6 separate regions of the Mus musculus genome follow, and regions 2, 3, 4, 5 and 6 are each linked to region 1. A link is a contact called in public HiChIP or PLAC-seq data. All regions are on one chromosome and are shown on one strand. The core of a region is the stretch at or near the end of the contact, and the rest is flanking DNA. Distances in the headings are between cores, read along the strand shown.

Region 1 (3,793 bases), core at 28-2,527:
GAATCCTCCTGATATATATATATCCCCAAACAGCGCCACCTACTGGGACCAAACGTTTAAATACACGAGACTATGGGGATCATTTTACATTCAAGCTTGGGAACCTGAGCTCCAGACCCAGGGTTTTCAATCAGGGGTGGTTTTGCACCTCCCAGCCCAGGGAAACAATGGCAATACCTGCAGACACTTTGATAGTTGTAACAGGATGGAGTCGGGGGTTGGGGTTGCGACTGGCATTTCCTCAGCAAAAGATAGGGGTACTGTTAGATGCTTGTGGTGAGCAGACAGCTTCACAGTAACACAGACCGCTTTGACCCAGTGGTGCCAAGGTCAAGAAATCTCAGTCTCTACATATCTGTAAGGCACTGGAAGTCTGGAGCTGGCAGTGCTGAACCAGCTCGGGCTTCATGCAGCGACAGAGCATCAGCAAGGGCTGTAGAGGCCGCCTGTCCAGAAGCCTATCTATTCTCTTTTGTTTTTTCTCTCATGATCATGTATTTTTTAAATTTCCTTTGATAGCAGTGCCATACATGTGGAGACCAGAGGATGCATTTGAACTGATAAGGACTAGGTAGAACTGAAGGGCTAGATGGAATGTTAAGGCCTAGGTATAACGTTAAGCCTAAGTAACTCTTACGTGGCTAGCCTGCCATTTTGCGCTGTTACTAGTATTATAAGGAAACTTCCTTATGTGCAAGTTGATTGCATATTCTCTTAAATTCTTTGCTCTTGGAAACTGAGCACAACAGAGGTTAGTTAGAACTGCTCTGTATAGTTAGCCAAAATGAGCTTTGACCCAAATCAGCCAATCAGCAGCACTTCCTGCATATGTGTATAAGCTTGTATGGTATCTGCTTTTATAAGCTGCCCCTGGTGTGAGCCTGAGCATAAGAGAGACATCTGCATCTATTAGAAATAAGACTTCTATTTTGAGTAAGTGTTGAGAGGCTACCGTGGAAAACACCTTCTACCTCTTTCTTGCACGTGAAGAGCAGAGTACTGGGAGAATATTCTTGTACTCCAAGTTCAGAGACCATGGTCAGGAAGGCTAAATAAAGACAAGAGGGCCACCTCTCTCCGTGTCTGTGCTGGGGACACCTGGAGACCACATCGGCTTCTCTGCCTTGAGTTCATCATTTGTAAGCAACAGCTGCTAAGGAGAAAGGGTGGGGCAGGGCTGGCAAGTGAAGAACTCGCCCAGCTTCCTTGTTGGTGACACAGTCGTCGCTTGTTTACATTAAAGATAAAAAGGGCACAGCACAAGACTGCCAGGCAAAGTCTGGTGAGTAAGTAGAGAAGAATTCGGAGAAAACTTTCCTTACAAGAGGACCTCGTTGTCCTCTTGGCTGCAGTTAAGTGAGTAGTCAGTAGGTGGCGCTAGGTCACCACATAAGAGATTGCCTGCCCTGGCTGCAAATCAGTCTTGGAGCTCACACACTCCTCCTGAGAGAGGAAAATAGAGTAACAGGAGAGATTTAGTTCTTAAAATAAGTCAGCAGCCTAGTGAAGCAAGCACGACCACGGCAGGTACATTTTCTTGCTTGAACTGGCGGAGAAGGACGTTTGCTGCCAGGGGCTCTGGTTGCAGATTCCAAAGGATCAAAACACAAACGTAGATGAAGTCTCTCAGCAGGCCTGGCTTCACAGGTGAATCTGAGCCATCTGGTGCTGGCCGTACCGGCCCTAAGAATGCGATCCAGCAGGGACAGTATTCTGTGGTGACAGTTCAGAGGGAAGGGCTTTGTCACCCAGGCCCCTGTTTTCGCTGTCAGTGCTGATGCTGGGACCCCAGCTTGCGACCGTTTAGTAGACTTAAAGATTTAACGTGATCAGGCTATTTCTGGATAATGGTTTCTGCTTCCTTGCCTGGGGACTGAGCAAAAGACTCAAGAAAAAGGACCCCGAATAGCAGGTTGAAATGGTGCAGAAGAGTCTCCCCGATATTGAGAACTATGTTCCTGGAAAATGGGGCAGAGCAGGTTCTGGTATTTTGAGAGAGTCAAATACCCGATCATTATAGCACAGATTTGACAGAAAGAAAGGGGAGGAGAAAGATGGCGGGCTAAAGACACAGCAGGGTGGTAGGAATATATCAATTATACATAGTAACATAATAATATATTAATTATACATAATAGTTTCACTGTATTTCCATACACACATCTAAAGCATCTGCTATATTCACTCTCTCTTGTTCCCACCCCATCCAACCTGGTCCCCTCCCTCTTCCTAACACCCACTCCCCCCTTTCAACTTTCATGTTGTTTTTTGTTGCCGTTGGCCCGGTGCATTTCACTAGGATGCTTAGAGGATGAAAGGTTGTTTACTGGAACACAGGCAACTTAGTGTTGGTCACACCACTGAAGAAAGTGTTTTCCCTTCCCCCAGTAGCCATGAGCTGCTCAGAGCTCCTCAGAGAGGAGTTGGGTCTCTAGAGCCCCTCTTCCCTCCTAAGATGCTGATGGCCTTGTCCGGTGTAGGTCATCACAACGGCTGTGAGCTCAGACATGTAATTACCATGTCGTGCCTAGAAGACAGTGCTCCCAAGCAAAGAATTTTGTTTCTTAAATATGTGGGTGACCTTTGGGTGTATATCACTCCCTGTTCCCAGGAGTTTCTGAAGAGCCACTGGTCACAGGCCCGAGAAAGCAGTAAGTCAGTAGGACAATCGATAACCAGAATTTATAGACCCGAATAAAGGAATCAGTAAATTTGAGTTCCACAACAGCATACAGATCTTCTTCTGCAGATGACACACGTTGCTTCATGAATGATCATAATGGAAGCCTCTATAAATTGATGATGCTTGTGGATCTCAGCTCTACCCAACAGTGCAGCTTCCAGCTGGAGATACTGGCAACCTGGCTGTGGGATGCTATTCCCCAGGTCACCTCACATTAGCGTGGACCCTCAAGACCTCTGTTCTAGCAAACAGAGTTTCTTTTTTTATGCCTTGTGGGCAATAAGTGCCCAGGTGGCTCACTTTCATGTAGGGATAAAGTTATAAGCAGGACCCACGTGGGAGTTTGCATCCCTTGTCGTGGGATGTAGCTCCCATTCATCTGATTCTTCTCTCATCTCTGGAATACTGATTTTACACCGTGTTACCTTCAGGGCACTGAGGACATGCTCTGTGCAGAAACAAAAGTGGGGTGTCTGCCTTCAGGAAGACATGAAAACAGGCCTTTTCTACCCTGCTGATCCTTACACATACAAATGTGTAAAAGTCTGAGAAATGAGTACTCCCCAAATTAACTTCTTAGTGTGGAAGAGCTTAAATGGACTGCCTGCGGTTGCCCAAGCACAGATCTAGGTCTGAAAAGTCATGGTCTTGAGCCTCTGGACTGAGGTGTCAGAGAGGCAGAGGGTGGGGGAGGGAGATTTGACTTCAGTGCTTTTAGCTGCAGGAAGGACTGAGCAGGGTCACAGGAAGATGCTGGCTGCAGTTGGGTGCTGGGTTGGTGATGTCTAACCTCCTGCCCACCCTGGATCAGAGGTGGGAGAGAAGGTTTTCAAAGCTGTGGATGGTACTGGGGGCTTTCTTTTCCCCTCAGTTGTATTTACAGGGAAGAATTCTTGTTTGTTTTACAAAAATAATTCTAGAGGCTGGCAAGGTGGCTTAGCAGATAAAGATGCTTGCTGCGGAGGCTGACAGCTTGAGAGTTTAATCCCCTGAATCCACATGGCGGAGAGAGAGAACCAACATTTATATGTTGTCTTCTAACCTACACACACACACACACACACACCTGTGCTATTTTACATGACACCTCTCTGATCACCTCCTGTCTAT
Region 2 (3,689 bases), core at 40-2,539, 460 kb after region 1:
TGGCTGTCCTGTAACTCACTCTGCAGACCAGGCTGGCCTTGAACTCAGAAATCTGCCTGCCTCTGCCTCCCGGGTGCTGGGATTCAAGGTGTGCGCCACCACTGCCTGGCAAGAAACCCTTCCTTAGGTCACTGTGTCCCTGGTATTTCAGTGCAGTAACAGAAACATAACTAACACCGAGAATGATACAGAAACTCTGGAAAGCCAAAGAAGGTCATGCTGGAACCTGGGTTATCGGAGGAACATTGGCAGAATAGTGAGTTCAAGGACATGTTGTGGGAAGACCTTTGAGAGAAGATCTGCACAGGAGCGTGGAGAGCCCAGAACACACGAGGTGTTGAATAAAACCAAGGCTTTCGTTCAAAGCTCTTTCTAAAGAGATTCAAAGCTCGGTTAGAGTAAAGTGTGGAAAATCTCTCTCCCTTGGGAACTGAAGATCGGAGGCCACCATGCAGTAAGTATTGAGCAAGCACCTGCCATGTGGTTAGTGCAGTGTGGGATGCCGTGGTGCTCCAGCTGTCGGTAGAAGCAGGTGCTTTTGAAGGAAGCATATGATTCTATTAGAGAAATGGGACTGTCACTTACAATTGACAGAAATATGAATGAGCAGCACATGTAGCCTTAGAGATTGTGCACATTAAACTGTGCAAAGAGAATGGACTCACTCTTGGGCAAGAAACCAGACAGCACCTATCCAAAGACTGTGTTAAAGCATTTCCCCAACTCTACTGCCCCACTTTTCAGGACAGCACATCCCAACCTGTTTGTAGTGTAGGCATTAATTTACTTAGCCAAACAAATTTCCACCTTAGTTGAATTACTTCTTTGAGACAAGCAGTGAGGGGGAAGAGCCTTACCCAGTAACATATCAGGGATCCAGAATGGACAAGCCCTCGCCTAGCAAAGACAGAACACTGGAATCAGTGAGATGGAATGGGTGGACATCTGAGATGCTATTGTCCTTAGGCAGCTGAGTAGCCGTCCTTGAACTTCTGTAAGCACAGCCTTACCTGCCACACATACCTCTGGACTAAACTCATGGTACATTCTCTGCTTCTGATACACTGACCTGAGTCTTATGCTATGTGCTTCGCAAGTGAGGGGCACAGAGATGGGTCTAGTGTGGACACCTCTCACCCCACGCTCAGCCCCAGATTCCCTTTTCAGGCAGAGGGAAGCTTGGGCTGAGTCATCTCAGTGATGAATGTTGTAGTCACTCTAGGGAGGTGTCCCCAGCTGCCCTGCTGGAGGGCAACCAAGTGAGTAACCCTGCTGATATCACATGGTACTGGAATGGCGCTGGCTTGTGGCTGTGCCAAGCTCATGGCCATGAACGAGGCTGTTCAGTGAACTCTCACACCCCAGAGGGGGTTAGGGTTCTGCCTTGGGGGATCTTATAGATCCAGCAGCTTGCAGAAGAGTTGCTTATGACCCAGTAGAAACTGACGGTGACACAGTAAGACAGTTCCCAGAGAAATTTAGGGGAAAGAAAAAATGCTGCCTGGGAATTTCTACTCCTCTCCCTAGACAATTGCCCTTTTCCCCACATTTCCTTGACCTCCTTAACACAGCTGTGGCTGACGTAGAAGTGCCAGCAGCGTTCCTACCCAGAGCAGAGTGGGGAAATAACAGGCTTAGATTGATGAAAAGTCTCTGCATCACGTGACCAGAACTCTCCCTCCATGTTGGTCCCAGGTACTGGATTCTGAATGCTCTGTATAGGAGATGCAGCCCCCGTGCTGTAAGCAGGCTCACTCCGAGGGAACTTTATTTCCATCTCTTGTATTAGTGATAGTGACATTTGGTTATTTGCTCTGGTCTTCAGACTGTTCTATCAACTCGATCTTCCATGTCATGAAACTCTCGCTCACGTTTCCGAATCTTCTATATGCTCACGTGCTTTTCCTTCTTCTTTTCTCCTTTCTCCACCTCTCCATTCTTTCTCCCTTTCCCAAGTTAGAAATTTTATTGACATTATTTTAATAGAGGCTTGAGCATGAGGAGTAACGGAGGTGCTAAGAGGAAAGTCAGGCATGTTTTCTTTCATTAGCCACCACATGGAATAGTCTGTGTGTACTCCTCTCTCTGTGTGTGTCCTCCTTCACACCATTATTTCCCATAGCCTTTGTATGGTTAAGGGATCAGGTTAGAACCAGAATTTTTATGCTAAGAGACAGGCATCAGTAGGAGGTCATAGGAGATCACTTGTCCCAGTGTTCTGTCAGGTAGCAGCCTAGAGGTTGCCATTTCCATCATAAGGTCATTCTCATCTCTAGTGTTACCTGTAAAGGCCAAGACTGTCCTGGCTCAGAGGTTGGGGAGTGGGAAGCAGGAAGCCCTGGGTGTTAGAGGGACGATACATTAGGATGTGTTTTGGTAAACATGGCTTTGACTTTGTAAAGTCAAAAATAAGGAAAGTCCCTTTCCTTGTTTCCTTTTTTGTTTTGTTTTTTGGGGGGACATGGTTTCTCTGTATATCCCTGGCTGTCCTGGAACTCACTCTGTAGACCAGGCTGGCCTCGAACTCAGAAATCTGCCTGCCTCTGCCTCCCACGTGCTGGGATTAAAGGTGTGCACCACCACGCCCAGCCTCCTCGTTTCCTTTTTCAACCATTTCAACCATTTTAACCATAAATCCTCCTGTATGTTCTGGACAGCTTATTGATCCAGGACAACGTGTGTATGAACTACTTATCTTACAGATGGGTAGATGATGACTATAGTCAACAGGCAATTGGTAATAGAATGTGATTTAGGAGATTAGATCTTCTGATCTTCTGCCAGAGAACCTTCCAGAACAGAAAACATATCTAAAGCCTCTCTCACACATGCACACTTACACCAGGGATACATGGTTTGATTGATACACACAATATTTTGATGTGGGAGGGAGGAAACCCGGGTTCCCCGTCAGCCCCAAAGAGCTCTGAGGGGAGCCATTTTTCTCAGCTGCAACAGAATCAAAAATGTGGTCACCTTCCAAAGATGACTTCCAGCAGTTCTCTAAGCGCCACAATTCTGAAATCCTGAATTCCTAGAACTAAGAAAATTGTCACAGATCAAAGAAGACCATAGTCTTGGGTTATTTCTGTCTTTCCAGGTGCTAGCTGCCTGCTTCTGGAAAGGCCATAGCAGTATTTTCTAGGTTCCTCTCTGTAAGTAGTTATAATAGAAAGTAACACCAAATATCCTATTTGAACATGACCATGGATCCCCAAATATCCCATGACATCACTTTGTAACTAGCTGCTCAAGGAAATAACCCAGAAGTGGAAACATAGTTTGGCAGTAAGCTTGACTTTCACCACCTGATGTTCTGCTCCAATGATCTACTATCTGATACTATCCCACCTGGGCAGTTCACCCATTAACTTTCACTAAAATACTGGTACAATGGAATGAATGAATCACTCTGGTCCTGGATCACCTACGTAAGTGAATAATTGTAGAGGAAATGGGACTCAAATAACAGGGTAGAAAGAGAAAGGACAAGAGGCAGTGCCTAGGGAGGTTTCGATCAACGTAGTGAGGTGACCAACAGGAGAATGAGATCCGCTGAGGATAAAGGAAGCATGCCTGAGAAGGACTAACAATTATCTCTCATGATGACTGCAGAATTTGGATGGCATCAGAGAATAGGATGCACATCAGCAATGGCGCTAGTCAAATGTAGAGGAGATTGCTGGAGA
Region 3 (3,711 bases), core at 583-3,082, 490 kb after region 1:
CCAGCAGATGCACTGATAGCTTCACCATGGCCATGTTTGGAATTGCCTCTGTGAAGCCAAACACAGTAATGAATGTTGCCAAGTTGAGCTCCAACCCTATCTAGCTGTTGATCACCACTTCCAGCTAAACTTTACCAGCATATTCTGTGTAAACCAGAGTTAAAGGGCTGGTCCCTTCTCCATATCCCTAAAACAAAATGGATGTTTACTGTGGACATTCTACATGGCCCAAGGGTAGTGTCACCAGGTCTCTCTATGCAGAGTCAAGGGCAATGGAGCAAATGCCTACATCTGACTTCATGTGATCTTATGTGCCATTCAACTCCTGGTTCTTTCAATCAGCATCTCACTCAGAAGCCATATGCACATTTGCTCTCATCACCCTGGTTGCTGTACTGACCCTCTTCATGCTGTGGGACAGACAGAACTTGGCAATCATCTCCTCTCAGGGTAAAAAGTATTACACAGAAGTTTTCAAAGCTTCAAAATAAGACTACCAAGTTGACACCAGGATAGGACAATTGTCATTGTTTTCTTCTCTCCCACTGTTTTTTTTTTTAAATATATTTTTAATGTGGATATCTAGGCTCTGCCCTAATACTTTTGACAAACTCTTACAGTGGTTCTCCTGTGAAAATTTGCAACCACTGATTTAAATTCTTAGTTTCAATGGGTCTCTGAAAGCCTACACAGACATGGCTGAGTTTTCATGGAGAAACCTGGGGTTTAAGTGTCCAATGCTTTTGTTTTCTTGGTTGTATTGATACTCTTGCTTGGCCTCCTTGTCATGACTCTTTGTAAGAACTCTCAAAAGCTGAGCGTGCCTAGGTGGGCTAACCAGATGGCCATGCTGTCTGTTTTCATTTGTGCAAGCAAATTCCCAAGTGCCCTCCCAAAATATGGTATATCTAAAGATGTGTTCATTGGAACAGTGCAACAGAGAAATCTGAGAATCAGGAAATACCAAATATTGAGAATTCATTAAACATCTTGAGGTGTAGCTCTCAAAGTAATGCTTTGTAGTTTTCAAATGATATTTGTACAGAAAATTGCATAGATAAGCTGTTTGTATAGTAAATACTTATAGAAGAATTTTAGTTGAATAAACACTATGTGACATTTTTGCATATAGTATTACAACAACTTAAAATATGCATGCACACGGTGGAACTAACATCATTAAAATGTTAGCTGTGCTTTTTCTTTGGGTATAGGAATTTTTAAATCTCTTAACGTAATTTTTTATATTTTTACAAGATTATTATAAGGTCTGGACCCCCACAATGTTTGTATTCAAATGTCAAGGGATAGTCAGTAAATTTTACATGGATACCATGGGAATAAAATGAGGTAAGAAATAGAAGACACCTACCCCAAAACAATAAGCAGGTAAGCATTGTTGTTTTGGTTATGACCATTCAATTTCTGGGAAGCAGTAATAAACTTTTAATTTATAAATTATTCAAGGGCAGATCATATCGTCTGCATAAACAGTTGATAACTACATGCCAAGTTAGCACACTGCCCAGCCAGTTCTTCTTCAAACAATGATGTCAGCCCATGGAGAACCTTGATGAATTCTAGACTGTACTTCAGAGGGGAAGTATGTCAACCTCCTTATGCTCGATGGTTTCTTATCAATTGTTAAACATTAAACACTGGTGAACACATGAAGAGTCAGCCTGTGAGTGCGTGTCATTGCCTGGCCCTCCTCCCTAACTGGTCCAGGCCTGCCTGTAGTGATCATCTCTCAACACCTGGAACAGGAGTAGCATCTGGTACTGGATGAGCTCTGGCTGTCCTGCCTTCTCACTCCTCCTTGGCACTGGTGTGGGCCTGTGATGAGTATGGCCACTTTGGGAGATGACATTTGCCCCAGCCAGATGTCAGCTCTAATCTCGCTTCCTCTTCTTTCATGTCTCCCAAGGGGCATAATCCCAGTTGCTAAATATAGTGTGTGTCATCTTAAAATATATACCCTCTTTGGCCAGAGTTTTATTTTTCTCTCAAATGACATTACCAAACTTTCTATTAATAAAAATAAAGCTAGATGGCCAAACATGGCTGTCTACCCATTTATTGGAGGACGCCAGGGCTCAAGGTGTACAGATATGAGCTACACCTTGGCTTCTTTCTGGGAAAAGCTATGACATTCTGATAAAACCATATAAGGCCACATTGGTTTACATCTTCTTCTTGTCACCTTGCATAGAGTCATGGCACCTATGAAGAAGGATCTCCAGGAGATGGGCTGGGCCAGGTGGGTGTAATAGGGACCTTGTAATGCTGGCCAAGCTCCAGCTACACAGCATAACTGTCACTCCATATCTTCTTATTCTTACTGGCCAATGTACTACCAACTTTTCTTAATGCCAGAGAGATGCCACCACTGGGCAGTTTGATGGGTCGTGTAGTCTTGGGTCCTGTCCTCAGTCTGGCCATTCCCCAGAGAACACTCAGGGAAGAACTTGAGCCTCATCCCCACTGATCTCTGCCCATACCATCCAAGAACCTCTAAATAAACCCCCGATTACTCCACTCCTAAGAATAACCAGGTCGCATTGAAAGCTTACTCTGGGCCAGACACTTCAAACACATATGACTAATCATTACAAGGCCCTCCAAAGGCTGACAGCCATTGTTCTTTTTAACAGAGGCAGAGGTCATGCCTCAGATAGGTTGAAGAATAAGCTAATTCATCAGTCTCAGTCTAAAAAGAACTGGGATTCAAACACAGATTTGCTGGTCTCTAATTCTCCTAAATCACTTCACCTTCCTCACAATGAACTTTTTGCAAATATTTTCAAGGATATTCAATAATATGCTCTCTCCTCCAGGGAGAAAAGCTAGATGAAGGATGTGTCCTGCTTATCTAACCTGGGCTCATTCTGTGACCTTCCTGACCAGGACACGGATTTGCAGTCATCCCCCTGAAATGGAGAAAGAGTGTACTGTCACCTGAGCTGTCCTGCGAGAGATTATCCTCTGTGGGACTTAGGAGATCAAGCAAGTTTCTTAAGAGGGGAATTGAGACTGTGTAATCTCATTCTATACTAAAGTTTTCAAAGGCTGAGGAAACTTGATTCTAATATTAGTGTCTCACAGAGCTGCTGGCCAGAAGGGTGACAAATGGTCCCCATGGGATTACACCTGCATATCAGTCTCGAGTTAAAATATATATATATATATCCTCTCTGGAGAGGTTGACTAGCTGTGCACAGACTGAATAAGGAATGGTTGGCCTGACTGTGGCTGCAGGGCTCAGGAATCAGCTTGTTGCTGCTCCTGAGCTATTTAGCCACGAAGGGGATGATGTGAATTGACCTCTTTTTGTGGTGACATACAGCACAGCAGTGAGGAAGTTGTCGCACTGAGCTCTTCCTGCTGGATCCTAACTGGGATGTTGTTTGAGGTCCAATTGTAAGGCTTGGGAAGAGGTGGTCCAGCCAAGTGTGATGGGGAAGAGCTGGGCAAAGCATGCCATGATTCTCACAAGGACCTACTCAGGAAGGACCACCTGGTCAGAGCAACCCTGCCCCACAGCCAGCAGTCCAAGTCAGTGCTCCAGGCTGCCCTTCTGGCAGCTGCCCAGGGTCCTGAGCAGAAGTTGTGCTTTTCTCTTCTCTCCATGTATGCATTTTGGTATATGTCATAGGTGAAAGGTCTCAGGGTTAGAGTTCAAAGGGGACACTGGGGTAGTTTGTCATTTTG
Region 4 (3,540 bases), core at 115-2,614, 320 kb after region 1:
AGATGATAGGATTCATGAGTGTTATAATGATACCCTTTCCTGAAGTAGTTAAATGGCTTCCGGTCTTGTCAGTTGTTGATATTCACTTCTCTGGGAATTTTAAGCCTTTGACAACAACCTATCATGTACTAACACAGAACATACTAAAATGTTTTTTCTAAATATCTTTCTCATGTTGAATTATACTCTGAGGTATGTGTATATGTGTGCACACAAGTGAAGATGTAAGATGTGTCTATGTGTAAGCTTGTTTCATATGTGGTATTTTGGACAATGTGTATGCTAAGTGTGTATAAATGAACAGGACGGATATGGTTGAGCTTGTCCAAGTTGAGATATGCATATCTGTGGTCAAAGTATTTTATGCCATGTTGGAAGAAGTCACCCAATAAAATATTAGACAGATACAATGTCATCTCTATTTAAATTAAGACACCTTATGCATGGGATGTGGTGGTAAGTTGACTCTCTAGGCGACTGAAGAGGTTAGCCCTGATATATAGCAATTGCCAATAGCCATGGTGTAAATGCTTTCACCGCAGATAACTTCAAATTGTCAGTATGATATCACTAAGTATGGAGATCAGGGTTGGCTCATATGTGTCAGTAGGAACCTGACTAAACATGTAATTAACCACTATGAAGTCAAGTGTATAATGACATCAATAATTCTCACTTTTTGGAGGCTTTGAGAATATTTTCACACACACACACACACACACACACACACACACACACACGTGTGTGTTCCTTTCTCATGTATGACCACCAGGGAAACGCTGGTGTAATATGAATGAAGAGACTGTGTCTTTTAAGGAATAAAACATGAGACATATATAAGCACTGTTAAACCAGAATAAACTAGGACAGACTTCAACCATGGGTTAATATTGGACAAAGAACACACAAAGGAGGCTGCTTAAAAGGGTGGTTAGCTGGCCTAGCAAGGAAAACAGCCAGAAGAGATAGCCAAGGATATTAAAGACATAATTTTTCCTATGTCATAAATCTGCTATGGGTATGGGCTGCTCATAGATCATAGAACTTGCCATGCAGGGTTCATGTTCCATTACCCACTCTAATGGAGGAAAGCCGAACAGTGAAACTCATAACAATGTTCGGCTCTGAAAGGAACATGCAATTGGATCTGAAGAGAAGGTTGGTCTTCTTGTCCCATGGGTGGCTTACCTGCTTTCTCGGGAGTGTTGAGAACACACCCATGACAAAGCATCTTGTTAGGAATCAAGAGAAACCATGGGCCAAGTTCAATCCCCTTTGTGTGCTTGAGTGTAGGGTTACTGCGGGGTAGTTAGCTCCCCATGAGAACGTTGGCAGTCTCACTCAAGAATCAGTTCTAAGTTTGAGGTGGTGACTCAGTGGGTGATGTATTTGCTGTACAAACATGGGGGTGTGAATTCATATTCCCAGCATCCATGGAGAAGCTGAAGCTTGGCATGGTGGCACATGTCTGCAAATGAACTGGGGAGGGGACAGGCAGATCCTGTGGCTCAGGTTCAATGAGAGGCCATGTCTCAAGAAAATAAGATGGAAAAAATTAGAAGAAACCATGTAAGCTGACTTCTGTCCTCCATATGTGAAATTATGAACACACACACACACAAACACTCACAGACACACATATGCACAGGCACACACAGGCATGCACACATGTACACAACACAAATTCCTTTTTTTTTTTGAGACAGGGTTTCTCTGTGTAGCCCTGGCTGTCCTGGAACTCACTCTGTAGACCAGGCTGGCCTTGAACTCAGAAATCCGCCTGCCTCTGCCTCCCAAGTGCTGGGATTAAAGGCATGCACCACCACTGCCAGGCCACACATGAGTTCTAATGAAAGGTTTGAAATAAATCTTGTCTTAGAAATAAAAACGTCTTTTTCTAAGAAAAACATATTTAATTCATTTGTAGGGTTTAGAGGTTCTCTCCCCTACCCCCAACCCTGTGTGTGTGTGTGCACGCGCACACACGCACACGCGCACAGGTGTACAGCTTCAGTTGCTGCTGACTATAAGAGAAATCAATATCTGGCCACTGGCAGTTGTGGACTGTTACAGCTTGGTGACAGCTGATATATTGGTACTTGGCAATGAGAAGAAAGGCTGGTATGCATGCTATCAATTTTTAGAGCTTATTTTATCTATGCCAATACCAGTGACCCAACATTCCATTTATCATTCTTGCTCGTGGAAGAAACAGTTGATAAAGGACAATAACTTTTAGCCTATATAATTCATATACTTTTCCATGTACCAGTTGTGGGATAGAGAAATAGAAATATAAAGTTCTCTTGGAGGTTGGGTGTATGGGACATACTTGGCGATGCATTTCTGTTGGAAGAGGACTTGCCTACCATACACAAAGCCACAGGTCCAGTCCCTAAGCAGTGCATAAACTGGGTGTGGGCCCACACTTGTAATCCTAGCACTTGGGGGACAGAGGCAGAAAGACCAGAAGATCAGGGTTATTCTTCAGCTACACAGTGAGCTTGAGAGACATTGCCCAGCTTGACATACAGGAGATTGTTTCCAAAGGAAAGAAATCCTTTAGTTCCGAGGCCTGAGCTCCCAAAAGCCTAAGCAGTGAGTGGCTTCAGCTTTTCCTTCCGTGTGTGGCATCTACTTGTTCATGTTTGCCTGCCTTCAACACCACTTCTGGGCTGTATTACCTCACCAAGAGATGAATGCACCGCTATCTTTCTTGGTAATGAGAATAATCTTGATATCTAGTACCCCAAAGCAGGGTGCTGTTCACACTTGGCTGAGGGTTGCTTCTACCTTATTCTAATCCACAGAGATCCCTGTGATACTAGAAACCAAGGCTTGGAGTGGCTGAGCCATGACCCTGAACCTCCCCAGATTAAGTAAGGGTGACCCTTTGTTTGCTCTGTCTCCAAACAAAGCCCACTTGCTGCAAAGACGCACAGGCACACCCAGTGCGTTGTGCTTTTAGTATCTCCTTGTTCTGATATAATGTATGCATAACAGCCAGAAAGATCACCCCACTGACCCTCTCTTTCCTGGGAGACCTCCTGACAGACCCACCCCAAACACTTTGACCGTTTACTTCTAAAAACCCTGAGAACTCAGCTACATGCTAAACTAGCCCAGATCACAGGTTTCTCTCTGCATCAAGTGCCATCTTCTTTAATGCACAGCAAGCATGTGATCAGTTACTTGCCCTATCTATTTTCATGGACATCTATGTGGTTTTTTGTTCCCGAGGTAATAGGTCTTAACATCAAGAAGAAAACTGCTAGGCAGAAAAACCAGGCAAGTGGTGACGCCTAAAGATGTTGTCTCTTCCTTTACCTTTGAGATAACAAATGAACTCATTCTTCAAGGCTTATCTCAAATTACACAACTCTTTTCATATCATCTATCTAGCTATGTTCTATCAACCATCCATATATGTATCTATAATCTTATCTATCTATCTATCTATCTATCTATCTATCTACCCATCCATCCATCCATCCATCCATCCATCCATCCATCCATCTATCTACCCATATTTCTATCATC
Region 5 (3,810 bases), core at 923-3,422, 420 kb after region 1:
AAAAACATCAATTTAGTGCTAGCTTCTCTAAGGTAGAAGAATAGATCCTTCATTCTTTATTCATGTATGTGTGTGTTTTCATATATAGTTTATAAGAGCTTATACAAATAAAGTATAAAATTTTTCAAGGGAAGTATAGGCAAATTACCAAAGCATTTACTATGTGTAAGGGATTAACTATCTAGTAGTCTAGCAAACAGTCTTTCCCTAAGACTTCTTATAATAATACATTCAAAATAGGAAAAAGGTGAATTATGCAGTTAAATGTTAAAAACAAGAAAATTTAAATATTCTTTGATCTTCAAAGTAGATACTGAGTTATAATAAAAGCAATAATGATATAAAAGTAAAGAGAGTTAAACCAGGAAATTTTAAATATTTTAGTATTAAAATCATCAACAAAATTAATCATCTATCTATCTCCCCAAAAGACTTTCCTGTCTGTTACTGTAATAAAACACTCTGACCAAAAGCAATGTAGGAGATAATAGGGTTTATTTAAACTTACTTGTTATAGTCAACCATGGCAGGAAGTCAGGGCAAGAACTCAAGCAAGAACCTGAAGACAGACCATCTTAAAGGTCAACACAGCAGTACTTCTAACCATGGACCTTACTCATAGCCAAGAAAGTGGGCAGAAACCATGGAAAAAAATGCTACTTCATGTCTCCCACAGCAGGCTCGTGCTTAGCTAGCTTTCATATCCAACATTAGACTGCCTGCCCAGGGAGTTGTGTCCTCCTGCATCAATCACCAACCTAGATAGCCTCCTACAGACATGTCCATGGGCCAATGTAATCTTGACAATCCCTCAATTGAGACTTAAGCTGTGCCACGTTGGCAGTTAAAGATAACTGGGAGACTACCTATCATCTTTCATCTGTCTATCATCTTTCATCTCTCTATTTTCACCATCATGATATAGTTACTCATCTATTTATAATCAAGCTATATCAAGCTATTTGGGGACTTAGAAAAGAGAATAAAAATAAGCAAACCAAAAAGGAATTACTGGTAACTCTCCCTGAGTATAATATTATAGCTGCTTTATACTTTCTTTGATGCCTTTACTGTAGTTCCCAAGGGCTAAGTGAGCATGCAATTTTGATCACAAAAGAGAAATCAAAATATATCATAAACTAAAGCAACATCTATGATCTTGTATAAGAATTTGATACATTTTATTAGGTTTTGTATGGTGTTTTTAGTCCCTTCAAATTTATGCTTAAGAGCATATGAGACATCTACATTCCTACAACTGCTGTTATGTTACACTTAAGCTTGAGAGGCCTGTTAAAATCTAAATCACTAGAGATGGGGTTAGGTAGTAGAGCAGGGTATATAATCCTAGCATGATTGTCATAGGCATGATCTGTTTATTTTTCACATATCATGAAGTGATCTTTAAAGCTCTTGAGTCAATTATAAGATTAGCTTTCTAGGTAAAGGGCAATAATTTATACCTTAGAGAAAACATTCTTGGCATTGAGGAAGGTCATATTTTATGATGTTTGGAACTTTATGTAGAAAAAGAAACATGATAGCTCTGTGTTTTAATTAAGATTTATTTTTCATTTAATTTGTGGAGTTGTCCATTGTTGTTGTAGAAGTTCTGGGCTTCTGAATCGGGAGTGCACGGACATGGGAGCTCTTCTTCCTATGGGGTTGTATACCATGTAGTAAAGATCTAAGGGAGCTTACTTAGTGCAGTGACATGCACAGGATACATCAAAGTGACATTAGATCTTAAAGAGGCCCTGCTAGATGAACCATTCTGGAACAAAAATATGTGGTCCTACTTGGTGTTGTGACTCTTAGGCTGGTAAAATTCCCAATAAGTGGTTTCCTGTCTGTTACCTCCACCTCCACCCCATCCCTAAGTGTGTGCTACATCTCATCAACTGAAACATTAGTCACATAAACTAGCCAGATCTAATGGCAAAACCCAGCATTAATTGGCAGAAGACATTTGGCCAATGTGGGAATCTCACCTTCAATATCGATCACTCCTCAGGGCAGAACAGGTAACCTCTCTACACCAACCCTACTAACTAGCTAATGGGTCCTACATGAATGCAGCCCAAACCACATATTAGATTGCTAGTCAGACTGGAATGTTCCTCAGTTGTAATCAGGAGCAGCGTTTGCAATTTGGGCTTATCCACATGATCCGTCTCTTATTATTACAGATCACAAAGAACCAACTGTATTCATAAGCATATGAACATTACTCACACAGGCTAGATTGTATGAGCAAGAAAAAACAAAGAAAAGAGTAAAATAAATGGAGCAAGGAGAGAGACACAAATGTGAGATTGTTGAACTGGACGGGATCTTGGAGAGAAACCCAGGCTTCTGAACTCAACATTTTATAGCTTGTCTTTATAACGAAGAAAGGAAGCAAAGAGTACTCAGCTCATTAGGGGTGGAGAAGGGGCCAGGGCATTTAACTCTTTATTTCTTCTAGCTCTTAGAAGTCTGCACACTATCTGAGTTGCCATTCTAACTCATGAGAGGGAAAGCAGCTACTGGGTGGGAGCTAAAAGAGAGAAGTGTGATCTTTGGTGGGGATGGAGATGAAGACCATGCCTGCTTTTTAATTTAAAGAGAGAACATGCTCTTCTGTTTTGCCTACTGTTAGCATTGGTGTGGCTCAGAATGACTGGGCATTCCAGTCTCACTTTCTCATATCCTCTTGGCCTCTAGATTGCCCGAGGCTGTGCGACTGCCCTGTGCTTATCTATGGCTTTAGTGAAGTCATGCTCTGCCACTACCTTCTGGTCATCCTTCCAACTCTCCCGGGACTCTGCTGAGGGCCTCCTGGGCTAAGACCTCATCTTCTCTGAAGACTGCTGTAACTAAGATGGTCTTGAATATTGTAAGTCAGAAGTCAGACCACATGGTCCAAGAAGAACAGTATCTAGTTCCTTATTCCCTCCCTTTTAGGAAAGCATGGTTAGTGTTTGAGATTCTCTCTCTCTCTCTCTCTCTCTCTCTCTCTCTCTCTCTCTCTCTCTCTTATATTAGAGGCCTGCTTGTGGTGGAACTCTTCTGTTTATAGAATATCTGTCTTGGAGGGTTTAGAAGTCTTCACATCAAAATTACGTAAGTCCTTCCCCAAACACGTCAGTGAACACTGAGTTTTGATGGCCAGGTTGATTTCTAAAATATCCTTGTAGGAATTTGAAAACCATCAGAGGCTTAATATTGTTTACATCGATATCTGTAGTGTGTCCCCAAGGTTTGTAGACACAACTTGTCAGTTCCTTATCTCCTCTAGGGTTCTAAATGCCTGTTCCTGGGTGTGCTTCAGCTACTGAGAGGCCACAGGAAGAAGAGAGCACAGCTCAGACCTTCATCTCTTTTCTAGGACCACTTCTACCCTGCCCCTCTGCCCATCGTCTGTTCATTATGTCTGGAAATGAGGGAGCTAGTCAACACAATCCCACTGTTTTCCAACCCACCCTTCACAGTGTTGTCAAAGCATCAGCTTTCAATGCATGGAATCAGCTGAATTGTCACCACATCCATGGATCCTTGCTGTGTAAAGCACAGGGCCTATACAGTACCCATGGCTGTGTGCCACCCACCTCGTACCTCATGTAATGCTGACTACATGCATGCTGAAATTCTGATCACTAGGACAATCAAACCTCACAGTGCCCTTTAGGTCCCCCTACCTGTAAACCTCACATTCTCCCATGAAGGGGACTTTACAGTACAGGTCAAAGTCCTGTCTTATGAAGATTTCCTATGTGCCATGAACCCTGTAGAGTATTGCCCTTTCTACACTACAAATATAAATGTAAA
Region 6 (4,137 bases), core at 264-2,763, 350 kb after region 1:
GAACAGTGAAACTCACTAGTACAAGCAATAGGACTCAGTTCTGTACAGCCACCGACATGCTTTGTTTTCTTCAAAACCCACTGCTTGGGAGGGAGCTGCTTGCTTCACTAATGTTATTCTTACTGAACACATTTTTGAACTGTTCTGCTGGGCATAGAGTAAACACAATCTTTTGAGTATTCTCCACAATACTAACTCAATTCCACTGCTTGATGGGGGATGTGATTTGGAGGAGTAGCAGGTGATTGTAAGGGCTATATAAGATTGCAGCTAGGTGTCATTTCTTTTTCTTTTGGAATAGCTAGGATCAATTTAGATTCACTCAAATGAAGGAAAGCTAAGGGGACAATTGAACAGCACAACACTGCTTACAAGTCTGGACTCTACTTCATGGGGTTGGATCATCCCAGCAATTGTGCACTAGAGGAAATGTGGAGTGGCAGAGCACCCTCTCCCCAGATACTTCTCTAAAGGGGTTGGCATGCTGATGGGTCATGTCCCTGGTGCAAGAGTCAGTGCATGCTAAGATAGTTAACAAGTAGTGGCGCTCCCTTAATTTCCCTTGGAGCAGGCAGGAAGGTCAAGGATCAAGGTGAGAAACCCTAGTAATCTCATTTGTTTGTTTGTTTGTTTGTTTGTTTGTCTCTCTTGCTATTCCTACCATTGGACCAGTCTTGCTTTGTCCTTGATCCACAACTGTTCTTGAGGAAGTTACTTTGAATTACATCCAGATCTGACAACAGCAGACCAAAGAAACCTTGTTCCATCCAGGTTCATATTAGTGAACAATGAGTTTATTAGAATTACCTACCAGGGTGACTCTGATCTCAGTACTGGTGATGACTCGTGGAAGCTATACCACTGGTATCTTCCATGCAACTTACAGGCAGGGCTACCCCCAAAGCTTCTGATTGTCTTAGCAATTACTTACTGATTTTTGGTAAGGGGCTTTAAGGGTCTTGTGAATTTTGAGTTTCCCAGATCTTGTAAACTTGTGAGTTCCCAGATCCTCTGACCCTTTTCCTCTCTCTAGGAGGGGATGTTTCAACCTATAGAAAATAGGTACATGATATTACTACATGGCATTGACAGAGTCAGCACATCTGGAATAAAGCTTTCAGCTTAAAACAGGAAAGAAGGATGGTGAGGGTCTGTTCTCATCAGGACTTCTGCCTTGACACATGGCCAATCCACCTTACCAGAGTGCTCCTGAATGACTCCAAGGCATAGGCTATGCTTACAGAGTGTTTCTTTGTCAGAAGGCATAGCTTCCTCAGGAAGGCTAAAAAGCTGATGTTTATTCTCCTCCTTACAGCCTTCTGGTCACACCCTCCTTGCTGGTAGTGTTATGTCCTCTACTTAACAGAAGTGGAGATCATCACTTAGAAAGGTAAAGTATCTCACCCCAGATTTTGTTCTGAGGGTTTTCAAGCCAGGGTTAGATTAGGGTCTGCCAACAGTTGTGTACTGAAAATGACTTGCACTTGGGAGTCAACAAATGTCATTGTCTCTTTCCAACCCAGTGCAGAGTGTTGAAATTGTGAAATGAGTCATGATGGGAGTATTCACACCATGGTAATGAACATGAGTCGCAAACCAGAGCTTCTGTACCCACACTGGAGAATTAAACATTAACATAATAACAAAACAGACAAAAACCCAGTTATGTGACTTTAATGTCCACATTCTTTTCATTGTCCCATGTTTCTTTGAAAGGGCTTGAAAGAGTTTGGTTTATACAAATTGGATCATTTGGATTGCATGTATTATTTATAAGACTAGACACTTGTCTTACTGTGGGCTGCATTCTAACACTAACCAGTCAAAAGAGGAAACGCATAGTACAGAACACTCTTTTGTAATCAGGCTCTACTTGACATTCTCTCTCTCTCTCTCTCTCTCTCTCTCTCTGTATATATATATATATATATATATATATATATATATATATATATATATATCCTACAGAAGTAAAGAGGGAGCATGTCTGGATGATTGAATATTCCCAATTCACACTGCGTTAATGTAGGGCTTTGGGCATCAATTTTACATGCATAGAGCAAAAGAACCCATCCATGCACAGTCATGGAGTCTAGAGAGATACCATGAGGTCAATTTTTGAATCAAGTCACTACTTACAAGTCTCAGTGCAAGTTCTTTAACTTTTCTATGCTTCAGTTTCTACATCTGTCATACAATTGTATTATCCTTGAAGTAAAGAATAGGAAGAGATGGTAAATATATTAAAGACATGTAACTTTGCAGTTTTATTAACAACACAGTAAATACTCAGCGAACAGTGGCTTTTAAATGTGGATTTGTAACAACCTAAACCCACCTGTGCCTGAAAACTACATGCTAATATATCCTGGTATTTAATAACATATTTATTTATCTCACTGAACCATATCTGAATTCTAGGACAATGTGACATTTGTGCTGGGTATAGTAAGAAGGGAAAAGAAGGAAATTCTGAAGCTCAGTTCAAATTGCAATAGTCGGCCAGGCTTATGCATAGTCCTTGAGTTTTCACCTTCATTTCTCCCCTCTCTAAAGTAGAACTAAGTAATATCATTTAGCTTATATATTGCCAGACTTAACTGTGACTTCTAGGAACATGCTTGAAATGTATCTTTATAGATAACTCAGTTTTTATCATGGCTAAAAACATCAGCAGATATTTTATTACTGCTGGGATGGAGTTTTAGAAGTCTGAAGTTTTGATCTACACACTCTAGAGATAAACATATTTTTTTTTAAGTCAACTGGGCTGGGAGGAGAGTGTTAAATATTGAAGTTGGGAAGAATCTAAGGAAGCCTTCCTGACCTGAGGAAGAGATGGTTGGAGGCTAGCAGACTCACTCCAAAAGAAACAAAAGAGAATGCTGATAAGGGGTTATATTATAAAACAAGGGAAGAAAAGCAACTTGAACCCATGGAATCTAGACAGGGGCCAAGTGATGTAAGAATACCCAATTATTTGTTACTATTGATTCACATTTTAGGTGATGTGGTAGGAATTGCCTTTACTGTCTGTGCTTTGTGCTTCTTAGAAGACCTGATGCTGAAGGAACGTGGGGGTGATTTGGTATGATCAGGATAACTAAAAGCAAAGTTTGCACAGAGAGCCAAACAGCGTAACAAAGCTCCCCTTCGTGCTGATTTTCATGTGGAAAAAATGCATCTATTTATAATTTAATAAAGATGCCTCCAAGGGCAAACAATGTACAGCCAATTTTTCTGCTTCTTTGAAGAATTTCCCATATGCTAAGAGTCTTTGAAATTAGACAGAGAAGCTTGCATCATGACTAATTTGGTTGCAAGTTTCCGCCTATTCCTGTTAAGCAGGCTACTCTTTTCTGTGACCTCTCTGTGACCCAAGCCAGTGGCAGACTTATTTGGATTTTTACTCGATGCTGTCAATTAGAGAGATGTGGCTGACCTTTGTCCTTTCTCTTAGTGTCATTGAACCCCCCTTTTCGAAAGTCAGTGATATCACTGAAAGGTTGAATTGGAGGGTAGAAGGCCAGAGTTTGGTAACATCTAAAACTGTCTTCTGGGCAGTTCTCTTTTCCAGTGATATGTATCTTATCATGGTCAAGATGCTGTTGATTAGCTCAGTGGTTGACTCCCCTCAGGTTTGGATGAGATACTGAGATACATGACATTCCCATGACAAGAACATGAGCACAGACATTTCATTTCATGGCTCCCCAATTCTAGCCTCAGAGAAGAACCTTACGTGGTTCTTTCTAGGTCCTCCTCCTCCTCTTCCTCTTCCTTTTCCTCCTCCTCTTCCTCTTCTTCTTTTTTAATCTTGAGATCAAGTACTAACTTATTTCGTAGGAAAAATGTAGTCCTTATCTTCATTTCTCTGAGTTAGACCAGGGCATTTTAGACCTTTTGTATGTATAACACTTTTTTTTTTTTGTGCCTGAGAAATTTTTGTGTGACCTTGGGTAGCAAAATATTAAGTCTTTGCTTTCCACAATTAAACAATTATTTTTCTATAATAGCAGAAATTTCTATAGTTAAAGTAAAACCACTGCAATTCATAACAAGTAATAGTCTAGAATTGGAGCCAGTGTGTTTTGGGGAGAATTTGTGGCTTGATGGCCATCCTATGTGTAGGCATGT

The links. HiChIP or PLAC-seq counts read pairs in DNA pulled down with a chosen protein or histone mark.
Region 2: a contact with region 1 is called in an SMC1A HiChIP or PLAC-seq map of the NIH/3T3 cell line, with 19 times the contacts expected there. The contact joins two enhancer-like sites. A contact is called at or near these places in 1 of 15 datasets of contacts at CTCF or cohesin (the NIH/3T3 cell line) and 4 of 115 datasets of contacts at active chromatin or transcription factors (the NIH/3T3 cell line, VIP interneurons, embryonic fibroblasts and 1 more).
Region 3: a contact with region 1 is called in a FOXA1 HiChIP or PLAC-seq map of pancreatic cancer cells. The contact joins two enhancer-like sites. A contact is called at or near these places in 2 of 15 datasets of contacts at CTCF or cohesin (both in the NIH/3T3 cell line) and 4 of 115 datasets of contacts at active chromatin or transcription factors (embryonic fibroblasts, fibro-adipogenic progenitors, large pre-B cells and 1 more).
Region 4: a FOXA1 HiChIP or PLAC-seq map of pancreatic cancer cells shows a contact between it and region 1. The contact joins two enhancer-like sites. A contact is called at or near these places in 1 of 15 datasets of contacts at CTCF or cohesin (the NIH/3T3 cell line), 4 of 484 Hi-C or Micro-C datasets (bone marrow-derived macrophages and embryonic stem cells) and 1 of 115 datasets of contacts at active chromatin or transcription factors (pancreatic cancer cells).
Region 5: a contact with region 1 is called in a FOXA1 HiChIP or PLAC-seq map of pancreatic cancer cells. The contact joins two enhancer-like sites. A contact is called at or near these places in 1 of 15 datasets of contacts at CTCF or cohesin (the NIH/3T3 cell line) and 1 of 115 datasets of contacts at active chromatin or transcription factors (pancreatic cancer cells).
Region 6: a contact with region 1 is called in an HNF4G HiChIP or PLAC-seq map of pancreatic cancer cells. The contact joins two enhancer-like sites. A contact is called at or near these places in 3 of 115 datasets of contacts at active chromatin or transcription factors (astrocytes, pancreatic cancer cells and stem cell-derived neural progenitor cells).

The regions. Positions count from the first base shown.
Region 1 is chr1:183,440,919-183,444,711 of GRCm38.p6, forward strand. No RefSeq gene overlaps it. Among named protein-coding and RNA genes, the nearest start is that of Hhipl2, 24 kb to the left of the region's middle. Within about 2 kb of position 1,278, at least 48 of the 459 cell types and tissues checked have an H3K27ac peak or open chromatin away from gene starts, as enhancers often do. A contact at or near this core is called in the NIH/3T3 cell line and pancreatic cancer cells, where this site is marked.
Region 2 is chr1:183,904,287-183,907,975 of GRCm38.p6, forward strand. No RefSeq gene overlaps it. Among named protein-coding and RNA genes, the nearest start is that of Gm34130, 31 kb to the right of the region's middle. Within about 2 kb of position 1,290, at least 109 of the 459 cell types and tissues checked have an H3K27ac peak or open chromatin away from gene starts, as enhancers often do. A contact at or near this core is called in the NIH/3T3 cell line, where this site is marked.
Region 3 is chr1:183,928,914-183,932,624 of GRCm38.p6, forward strand. No RefSeq gene overlaps it. Among named protein-coding and RNA genes, the nearest start is that of Gm34130, 6.5 kb to the right of the region's middle. Within about 2 kb of position 1,833, at least 17 of the 459 cell types and tissues checked have an H3K27ac peak or open chromatin away from gene starts, as enhancers often do. A contact at or near this core is called in pancreatic cancer cells, where this site is marked.
Region 4 is chr1:183,760,432-183,763,971 of GRCm38.p6, forward strand. All of the region lies in intron 1 of Gm34068 (predicted gene, 34068), which reads left to right. Among named protein-coding and RNA genes, the nearest start is that of Gm34068, 13 kb to the left of the region's middle. Within about 2 kb of position 1,365, at least 5 of the 459 cell types and tissues checked have an H3K27ac peak or open chromatin away from gene starts, as enhancers often do. A contact at or near this core is called in pancreatic cancer cells, where this site is marked.
Region 5 is chr1:183,863,064-183,866,873 of GRCm38.p6, forward strand. No RefSeq gene overlaps it. Among named protein-coding and RNA genes, the nearest start is that of Gm34130, 72 kb to the right of the region's middle. Within about 2 kb of position 2,173, at least 34 of the 459 cell types and tissues checked have an H3K27ac peak or open chromatin away from gene starts, as enhancers often do. A contact at or near this core is called in the NIH/3T3 cell line and pancreatic cancer cells, where this site is marked.
Region 6 is chr1:183,787,403-183,791,539 of GRCm38.p6, forward strand. The region is part of intron 2 of Gm34068 (predicted gene, 34068); the gene reads left to right. Among named protein-coding and RNA genes, the nearest start is that of Gm34068, 40 kb to the left of the region's middle. Within about 2 kb of position 1,514, at least 19 of the 459 cell types and tissues checked have an H3K27ac peak or open chromatin away from gene starts, as enhancers often do. A contact at or near this core is called in pancreatic cancer cells, where this site is marked.